3 separate regions of the Mus musculus genome follow, and regions 1 and 3 are each linked to region 2. A link is a contact called in public Hi-C and Micro-C data. All regions are on one chromosome and are shown on one strand. Each heading gives the region's core, a stretch centred on a gene start, on an enhancer-like site or on the middle of the called end of the contact. The rest is flanking DNA. Distances are from core to core; before and after follow the strand shown. Region 1 overlaps Camk1d (calcium/calmodulin-dependent protein kinase ID). Region 2 overlaps Cdc123 (cell division cycle 123). Region 3 overlaps Camk1d (calcium/calmodulin-dependent protein kinase ID).

Evidence for each region. A called contact is a pair of places that touch in the nucleus more often than the background predicts.
Region 1: a Micro-C map of the G1E-ER4 cell line shows a contact between it and region 2, with 2.6 times the contacts expected there. The contact joins two enhancer-like sites. A contact is called at or near these places in 7 of 484 Hi-C or Micro-C datasets (the BV-2 cell line, the G1E-ER4 cell line, bone marrow-derived macrophages and 2 more), 5 of 115 datasets of contacts at active chromatin or transcription factors (bone marrow-derived dendritic cells, bone marrow-derived macrophages, embryonic stem cells and 1 more) and 3 of 9 other capture datasets (adipose tissue, embryonic stem cells and liver).
Region 3: a contact with region 2 is called in a Hi-C map of bone marrow-derived macrophages, with 2.2 times the contacts expected there. The contact joins two enhancer-like sites. A contact is called at or near these places in 7 of 484 Hi-C or Micro-C datasets (the BV-2 cell line, bone marrow-derived macrophages, conventional dendritic cells and 3 more), 3 of 115 datasets of contacts at active chromatin or transcription factors (bone marrow-derived macrophages and embryonic stem cells) and 3 of 9 other capture datasets (adipose tissue, liver and pancreatic islet).

Annotation. Positions count from the first base shown.
Region 1 is chr2:5,616,776-5,620,077 of GRCm38.p6, forward strand. The region is part of intron 1 of Camk1d (calcium/calmodulin-dependent protein kinase ID); the gene reads right to left. Among named protein-coding and RNA genes, the nearest start is that of Camk1d, 96 kb to the right of the region's middle. Within about 2 kb of position 1,941, at least 34 of the 459 cell types and tissues checked have an H3K27ac peak or open chromatin away from gene starts, as enhancers often do. A contact at or near this core is called in the G1E-ER4 cell line and embryonic stem cells, where this site is marked.
Region 2 is chr2:5,800,031-5,803,185 of GRCm38.p6, forward strand. The region is part of intron 10 of Cdc123 (cell division cycle 123); the gene reads right to left. Among named protein-coding and RNA genes, the nearest start is that of Gm29984, 24 kb to the right of the region's middle. Within about 2 kb of position 1,446, at least 104 of the 459 cell types and tissues checked have an H3K27ac peak or open chromatin away from gene starts, as enhancers often do. A contact at or near this core is called in the G1E-ER4 cell line, bone marrow-derived macrophages and embryonic stem cells, where this site is marked.
Region 3 is chr2:5,595,806-5,599,084 of GRCm38.p6, forward strand. The region is part of intron 1 of Camk1d (calcium/calmodulin-dependent protein kinase ID); the gene reads right to left. Among named protein-coding and RNA genes, the nearest start is that of Gm36853, 120 kb to the left of the region's middle. Within about 2 kb of position 1,481, at least 34 of the 459 cell types and tissues checked have an H3K27ac peak or open chromatin away from gene starts, as enhancers often do. A contact at or near this core is called in bone marrow-derived macrophages, where this site is marked.

The DNA.
Region 1 (3,302 bases), core at 691-3,190, 180 kb before region 2:
ATGAGCAAGGCCTTTGGTTCCATTCTCAGCACCACAAAAACTGAAATAAAGGGCTGATGAGATGGTCCCATGGACAGATGTGCTTGTCACCAATCCTGATGAACTGAGTTCCAGGCCCACTGCCCATATGCTGGGAGGAGAGAACTGAGTCCTGTGAGTTCCCTGTGACCTCTCGTGTGTGTCATGGTAAACACTCCTCACATACTCAAGATAAATAAATAAACTAAGTAATTAAGAGATAGATGATTGATCGATTGATTGACAGACAGACAGACAGGCAGAGGCAGGCTGAGAAAAGTTCCATGAAGCCTCTCTATGGAAGAAGGATGAGTCTGAGTGGAAGATGGGGGAAAGAGGATCCCACTCACTGGAAGGAAAGCATCAGAGGCGCATGGGAAGGAACAGGCAAGGATATGCTGCTGGACTAGGACCCTCAGAGTCTCATAGCCATATGCCTAACCCATCAGTGTGTGCGTGTGCGTGTGCATGTGCGTGTGTTACTGAGACAAGTATACAGAAGGAGAAAAGGAGGGAGGAAAGACATGACAGGAAGGAGAAGGAGCTTAGGCACCAGGCCTGGCAGTGCATGCCTCTAATTTCCACACCTGAGAGAGAGACAGAGAGAAGCAGAAGATCCAGAGTTGAAGACCATTGCAGAATCTACAGAGAAAAGTGCTGCCTAGAAACAAAAGGTAAAAGTAAAATAAACAAGCCAACCAAGACACCCTGGAGAGAGCACAGGTATGCAATGTTCCAGGCCCTGAATGCTACCTCCCACTCCAGCTTCTTGAGAGCCAAAAGGCATAGATGTCATTTTCTAGAAAGATTTACAGTATAAAGAAATATTCAAGATAGGCCATTGTGCAGCTGATAGAAGAAATCATATGCAATATGAAAGACATTACACTAACTATGTGCAGGCAAAGGAAGCTGTCTGGGCGGTCGGATGAAAGACCCTTCTCTAAGTCCTTATAATAGAGGAGGAAAAATGTGAGCATTTGCCTTCATTCAAAGCAGGGAGCTGCTGACTATCACACAGGCAGTCGCAGTTCTTACAAGCATAGCAGAAACTCATACTGAATCCAAGAAACAGTGAGGCCAGCACTGTTCTATATAATGCTGGTCATTGTGGGATAAGCTGGCAAGGGCAGCCACCTGGTCATGTGCTGGTAAAGCATCGCGTGGAGTCCCTTAGAAGTCACCTTCAGATCCAAGGGAACCTGCAAAGCCATCAGGCAAAACTCATTTTTCTCTCCTTGGTTCTCATCCACTTATCAGGCTGGGCTGTCTTGGTACAAGTCTTTAATCCCAGCATTCCGGAGGCAGAGGCAGGCAGATCTCTGAGTTCAAGACCAGCCTGATTTTCAGAGTGAGTTCCAGGATAGCCAGGTCTACACAGAGAAACCCTGTCTCAAGGAACAAAAAAAAATATCAGAAGAATATGAGAAATTTTTTCACATTTACAAAGTGGCCCTAGTAAACTGAAAAAGTAACAGAGAAAAAGAGAAAAAATCTTCCAGAAACAGTAAGATTCTGGGAAAAAAAATAACCTCATATACGATGTCTTCAAAGAATTATTTAATGCATACGTTTTCCAAATCTCTTAGACGGGTCCTTTCAACTCAATTTTTTTCTTCAATATAGGACTTTCTCCAAAAGGTGTATATTTTCAAACTGGGTTTCAAGCCTTATGAGTTAGCCTTCCCTGGAAAGACGCTCTCAGGGCTCCCGCAGCAGAATCACCTGCTGTGCAGTCACATGTTTGCGGACGGGTAATTCCTGGGAAAGGTGTGTCTTGTTTTACAAGTCTTGTGGCAGAAGGTAATGACCCAGGTATGGGACAGGATGCAAATGTTGCCTTTCTTGGTTGTGCCCACATGATTGCAGTTAACAGGCCGCCCACTCACCAATGAGTGGACCTGACTCCTAGGAAACAGTTAACTCTATGAGTCACTCCTGTAGGCTGAAATCCAGCTCTTTCTTAAACCTCCATGGAAATGAGAGCATGGTGAAGCTGCTGCTACCTTCTAACCCAGAATGCTGGAATTAACTCAGGAGTATAAGAATACTGGGTGGCCTTTCTCTCTCTAAATAGAAACAAGGCCGTGTCCCCATTCAGAAGAGCCCCTTTAGGCTCAGCAGGCAGTGAACTTCAAGAGCCCCAGCTTGGAAAACACCTTGTCCTAGACAGTAACCCGTCACCTTCTCTTTCCTCTTTTTGGGGTGTGTGGATATATCTGTGTGCAGGTGTGCATGCACGTGTGTGGAGCCAAGAGGACAACTTTGACTGCCATTTCTTGGGTACTGTCTACCTTATTTTTGGAAACAAGGTCCTTCATTAACCTAGAACTCACCAAGTAGATGAGGCTGGCTGGCCAGTGAGCACTCCGCATGCACCTGACTCTATCTGTCCATCTCCAGGAGAGTTGGATTGCACCACCATACCTGACCCCCATGTCCACCACCCACCAAGGAAAGAACACAGATCCTGTGCTTCAAGGTATTACCAGCTGAGCCCAGATCCTCTTTCTAGGAAGAACTATGGGCTTTGTTTTCTTCACAACTTCTCCCAAAGGGAAACTCCCGTCAACTCTATTACTCTCGGTGACCCACCTTTCCTAGGCAAGAGGCTATGGTGGGCCGCGGTGAGATGAGACTTGGAACTAGAAAGAGGCTGCTAAATAATGATTAAGATGAACCATCAGACCTCCATGCCTGCCCATCTGCATCCAATAAGAAAAGCAACCACATAAAGGGGAAGTCAGAGAGGACAAAAACAGACATGAATTCTTCTAAAATATTCTGGAGGGTATAGGTTAGAAAGAGGGGCACATGGGATTTGGATGCAGACCCCAAGTCCCTGGAAATCCAAACTACTTCACATACCCCCCACCATCTGGGCTACATGGAGCTGGCATGGTATGATATTTGTAGAAGGGCACAGGCAAGAAAGACACGTAGACAGGGCTGTCCTTCACTCCAAGGTTCTTGGGAAAACCTTTTCTTCCTACGAGGGACTCCCTCAGTCTTCCAAACTGACCCCTTATTCTGCAGCTGGGGCCTAGCCTCATCCCAACAGAGACCCTCTGCCTCAGACACCCATATCCTTCCCTGCATCTTAGCTAACCAGACGCCATCATTCTACAAACTGTATCCAAACTTATAACTGTATCCGAATAAAAGCCATGTATCGCCGAATGCAAGTAGACTGCTGACATCAGTATCTTGGTTGTAGTATTGACAGGGCAGAAATGACACACACTCTCTCTCCATCATCCCTTACACAGATGTCAGGTGACTCT
Region 2 (3,155 bases), core at 196-2,695:
CTTCAAAATATATTACTAAAAAACCAACACAATTAGAAACCAAAAGATTTTAACATGCACGGTTGCTCAATAACTAAAAAATCAAGTGGCCAAAGGAAAAAAAATTGGGAAAGATTTTTTCCCCATGTGATAAAGTCTCCATATAAAAAATAAAGAAATAGCACAAAGAACCCCTGCCAGTATTGCTCATCTGTAATTCTATCCCTTCCCCGAAAATGTGTTTGATCTGAAAAGGATGCGCGTTTGCTTCCAAAGCTACATATTTCAGCAACAAGCCTGGTCTAGATCCATGAGTCTGCAGAACACAGCACACGCTGGACTTCCTTTGTTTGGCATGATCAAGTTACAAAGCCAAACTTACAATAGCAAGACTCAAAATTAAACAACATTCTGTCCAGAAAGCAATAAAACAAGTTATCAGCAACACAAGTCACAGGGAAAAGACTAGAAAGGAACAACATTGATTTTCTAAGACTCTAAAATAAGAGGCAGATGGATCTTTGTGAGTTCCAGGCCAACTTGCTCTACATAGTGAGTTCTGAGCTAGCTAGAGCTATGCAGTGAAACCCCCCCACCTTCTGCCTCTGTGTGTCTCTCTCTTATATACACACACACAATGTAAATAAGGATTTTAAATTCTAGCCGTACATCATCATCCCTGAGGGGGCTTCTGAAACCTTACCCAGTGTCCATCCTAGACTCACAGAATGGGTGGGCTACTGACCTGATGTGCATAGAACAGTTAAGACTCTACAGCCCTGAATCAAGTTGCCCAACAACAATAAACATAGACACGCCAAAGTGTCACTAGGTACAAACACTTCAGTTATATGTCACGAGCCAAACTACTTACAGACACGAGTGAGCTTTCTACAAGAATAGCCACAAAATAATATATTCAAGAAAGTGTCTAACAAACTCTGATACACGTACCATTGAGTAAATGCAAATGGGTTTTACAATATGGTCTAAATCTCGGAACGGAAACTGTCAGGATGTTTAGACTGGCATGCTTCTCGCTTTTAAAAATGAACTCTTTTTCAGATCTGCAGGATCTCAGCTACCATTACTTATATACTCGTCCAACTTCACTTTAATTCCTCAACTCTTTTACAGGCTAAACAGCTGCGTCTACCTGTCAGCCCCACTGAGTTAGTGATCAGGACATTTGCCAGGGACAGGAGGCAGCTTGGCAGGTTCCAACATTTTCAACTGCCGATATGAAATAACTAGTTTAGTATCTATACACTGCAGGCAGATAACACTTACCCCACAGCATATACAGACTGAGATACAGAACTAAATGATAATAAAAGCCTTCCGGGAAGGGAGCGTGTTCTAGACAAAAGGCTGGTTTTACCCTGTTCTAACTGCCTAGATGCTGCCTGCCACAGGCCACACCTCGCGAACACAAGTCTGCCACTTCCACATCAAGATAACTTCCTCCAACGTTCAAGGCTATCTTGTTTGATGCTTCCTGTGGGCAGTACAGCAGCTAGCACAGCACAGACACACACAGCAGGCTGCCAACGTCTTTACCAGGAAGCAGAGAAGCGACTCCTGCCTGCGGGATCAGATGTCTGTCTATGAACTCACCCTGCTTCCCAGGCCTCGGAGGTTTCTTTCCGTCCAGCTGGAACTTTCCCAAGCATCCTTCCTTGTCTCGACCTCTGCTCCCCTGTCCTTTCAGATGTGTTTGTGATTGTGTGCATGTGTGCTGTGTTCACATGTGTCTTCAGAGAACCTGCCTCTCACCAGCCAGAAGTACCAAGGCGACAAGCACTGGCAAGGATCTGGGGACCAGGAGTCCTCACGGACTGTGGGGAGGAAGGTAAGCTAGTCTAGCTGAGGAAGAGCATGCAAGTGCCCTACAAAGTTAAAGAGGCTCCTAGGGAGGCTCGGCCTTTGAAGGCACTTGCTGACAAACCTGAGGTCCTGGGCTTGATCCCAGGAACCCACATGGTGGAAAGACAGAAGCACACTCAAGTCCATGTTCTCACACGATCAATGTAAATAAATAAAGAGATTAAAAACAGACACACCATATGACCCAGCATCCCAGTTCTTGGGCATACATCCAAAGACGTGAATACCTGAAAGAACAGTTGTCCCCCAATCTCAATTTCCACACTACCCACAACAACCTGGAAGTGCAGACAAATAGATAAAGAAAATGTGGTCCAAACACACAACAGAACTGTTGAGCAATAAGAAACATAGCTGCCTAGTACTCTGGGGCAATGCGGATGAACTGGGAGGCGTAATGTAAGTGAACTAATCCAGGAAAAAGGGCAAATACCACAGGATCTCATTCATATGTGAACTCAACCAGGGATCTTCCACGGGTCAAGGGTAGAAAGACGGCTACCAGAGGCTGGTGTGGGGAGCGACGTGGCAGAAGATGATCAATAGTTAATAAAGAAGAATAAGAAGTTCTGTATGCTACTGCACAGAGGGGAGACCATTGGGGCCTCCAACATTTAACTACTGGGATAGGATACTGTCACCTCCAACGTCTCTAGTGACACTTATACCTATCCTGGAGGCTGGGGTGCCTGCCAGACAATGAGGATGTGCTGTCAGTTCAGTAAACTCAGGCCAGAAACGGGAGAATTTTGAATGTTCTTACCATAAAGGGATGACAAACATTTGAGTAGGAACTCCTTTGGTTTCCCATATGAATGAAATCATGTAGTACTTGCCCTTTGCCTGGATTAGTTCACTTATGTAAGGAATCCAGAACTAAACAGGACATGATGCAGACATGCACTCAAACATTAAATTCATATCCAATTTATGTTTTTATATATTAGATAAAAAATAAATTTAAGTTAAAAGTGTTAATCTGGGGCTAGGGAGCTAACTCAACTGTAAAGTGCTTACCTCATCTTCCTGGGGACCCAAGTTTGATCCCCAGAAACCACAGAAAAAATGTAAGGTATGCTTGTTACACATTTGTACCCCGGCACTGGGAGGTGGAGTCAGGATGACCCCTGAGGCCCACTGACCAGCCCGCTTTATTTAATTGATGAGCTCCAAGCCAACAAGAGTTGCTGCTTCAGGGGAGACAGGCAGCATTTCTGAGGATGACACCTGGGGTTGTCCTTTGGCTATGTGCACAGCCCACATGAATATACACACTCATGCGCAGGATT
Region 3 (3,279 bases), core at 231-2,730, 200 kb before region 2:
TGGGCGGGGAGGATTGAGGTCACTTTCTGTTTGGGATTGGCCCTGCTTGGCCCTGCTTTGCCCTGCATTGTGTTTCTTTGCTTCTGTGCATAATAGAAGATGTCATCTTGGCCTTGATAAAGAGCAAGCGGCGATAACGCCACACAGCCAAGATCTAGCTTTGTCATGAGAGGCATAATTAAATTCTCATAAACCAGACACTACAACTGGCCCATCTGCTTCTCCTCTTAGTCATTCTCTGCTGTACAACCCTGCTGAGCAAGCAGGAAGGGATGGGCATTGCTTGCAATGAACATAGAGATCTTGCTCTATAGACTGTAGGAAAAGTCTCCTCTAAGAAGTGAAGTGTCAGAGACAGAAGTAACAGGGATGATGGTACAGGTAACACTGAGAAGTTGCTAAGCCTTAGTGTTATACACTATAGATTCATGATCTTAAAAATTGCAAAGCAGGATTAATGCTGACAGACAGACAGATATTTTGAAGCTTTGTATGTGCACACACCCCTAGAGCAGGCCACTCACTACAAGCAACTAGCACATCTGTTACTGTTAGACACATACACACACACACACACACACACACACACACACACACATGCCTCAGCAAGTACAGGAAAGCACAAGCCTTGTGGGGCTATTGAAGCTGTAAGATCTCTAACATACATCCATGTCCTACCAGCCGAATGTCCTCAGAAGCAATGTTAACTCTCCTTGAATAAAGCCCATGATCCTAGAGCCCATTATACTATAGTCTCTGCCCTAAGAATTCAGATTATCACTGTAACATTGCCATACAGCAGGAGAGCAAGAAAAAAATGTTCTTTAACCCCTCCCCCAACCTCTGTGTGTGTGTGTGTGTGTGTGTGTGTGTGTGTGTGTGTGTGTGTTAGGAGTCTCCTTCAATCACTCTTCACATTATTTTTTTAAGGAGTATTTCTCACTGAACCTGAAGCCCCAGAATTCCGCTAGACCTGCTGGCTAGCAGGCCCTGGGATCCAACTGTCCCTGGCTCTCACTGCCCGAGGTAAAGACATAGACTGTCACATTCAGTGGTTTAGCTGGGTGCTGGGGATCCAAAGTCAGGTCCTCACGCTTTCTAGCAAGCACTCTGCCTGCGGAGTCAAAGCAATATTCAAACGTGATCGTCCACCTTCTGCTCTGTACTACTGAAGCCCACATCCTAATTCTGCATGGCCGGCCCGGCAGTAACAGGAAGAAGGGAAGCAGAGGCGGCTGAGGAAGCAGCACACTCGGTTAGCTCTGCATGACATGTATTTATTCACACGGTGGAGCCTGCGAGCGAAGGGCTCGGATCTCTGCTTGCTGATGTTCCCACCCATTCTCCCACCAGCCCACTCTGCTTCCACATCCTTGCTCACTTGTGTGCCCCCTTCCCTCCTCTCCTTACCTGCTTTCTCCTCCCTTGATAAAAGTAGCCAGGCTGCCAGACAGCTGTGACACATGCCAACAGGGAACCTGTACTCAGGTGTAAATCCAGCTTCCAGGAGGGGCTTTTTTTTGTTTGTTTCATGCATCTCATTGAATATATTTAAATACATTATATACAGCCCCTGGCTGCAGGAGGCAGAAAGAAAAGCAAGTGCTCTTTCTGAACTCCCAGCAGTAAATAGAGAAGGCACGGGTGTGTGTGTGTGTGTGTGTGTGTGTGTGTGTGTGTGTGTGTATACATGTGTGTGTCTGTGTGTGTCTATGTGTGTCTACGCACACAAAACCACATATGTACATATAAAGATATATACACCCTTATGTACATATATTCATATATACATATGTACTTACATGTATGTATTCATGTAGGTGTACGTATGAGCACATAATACATATACACATACATGTATACATTCACATGTATATACACATGCATGTGTGAGCACACGTACACACACAATTCACTGGGTGGACAACAGTGCAATATGATTAAACATGTACTAAGGGGGGAAATGCATCAATGCTGGTCTTAAGGAACCCTGAGCTGGCACCCAGTTCCTCTCTGAAGGGAAGATGGACTCCAAAGGGGAAAGACTGAAAATGTTGCCACAGAAATGAACAGGATCTCTGATGCCACAAAACTCTAAGTCTGGGCCCAGAGCCACGAAGCCACGGAGTCATGGAGCCACATCCTAAGCCTGCCTTTTTTCGGATGCTGCTGGAGTCACTCTTTCTGGCCACACCCCAGGTCAGCACCTGGGCAGGCTACAAGGCCTCACATTTATCACATGAGCTTTGAGCTTAGGAGTTTGTACTCTGGTGACAAAGTCCCCAGAGTGAGGCCTGCCTCTGCTGCTTCAGGGGACCTTAGGCTTCCATTCCTCCTTTGTAACTCAGAGATTGAGGACAGCTCTTGCCTGTGGGACATGGGAGGACATGGTACACTCTCAATACTACTACATAAAGGTCACCTTCTGTTCCCTGGGCCTTGTCATCACTTCAGCTAGGTTTAAAAGCCAAACATTTCATCTCTTGGCCCCCAATCTACATACAGGTAAACTGAGGAACAGGCTAGTAACTGGCAGTGTCTCTGTCCTTCAGGCATAAGTTGACACCATGACAAGTTCCTTTCACCTGCCTGGAGTCTCAGTATTACAGACTAGCCTTTCTCCAACCAATCCTGCTACCACCAAGGGCAACTCTTCCTAAAACACTGCCCACCCTGGCCTTCCTCTGCCCCAGAGTCAACCATGCACCCTCTTTATTTACAGTTCAGCATCTCCACTTTTCCAAGCACAGCCTTCGGCTCCACTGCAGGGCACACTCACCATTCTGTTCCTCTATACTGGCTCCCAACTCCCAGCCTCATGCTGGTCACGCGGTGCCTCGTGGTTGCTCCAGCATCCCCTCAACTCTTCCCACATCTGTGATGGCACCCACTCATCCTCCATCACCCTCCTCCACTCTCTCAGAGCACCCAGGCACCCACCAGGACCTAGCATGGTATCACTTAGCAACTGTCACCCGCTGTGCTAGTAAGATCTTATAGCTTTGGGCAACACATCCTTGGCATGCAACAAGGCTTCTCAACCTTAGCACCACTGGCTGGGTTGGATAACACTGTGGGGGAGGATGCCAGTTCTGTGCACTAGGATCTAGCAGTGCTCTTGATGACTACCCACTTACACAAGTAACAGCACATACAACTACCAAATGCCCCTCAAATGTTACCACATGCCATGGGGAGAGCACCCCCCAATTAACAAGCCCTAGGATATACTCATGTCTGTCTTTACATATCATATGAACACTAGACTAACAGATTCTA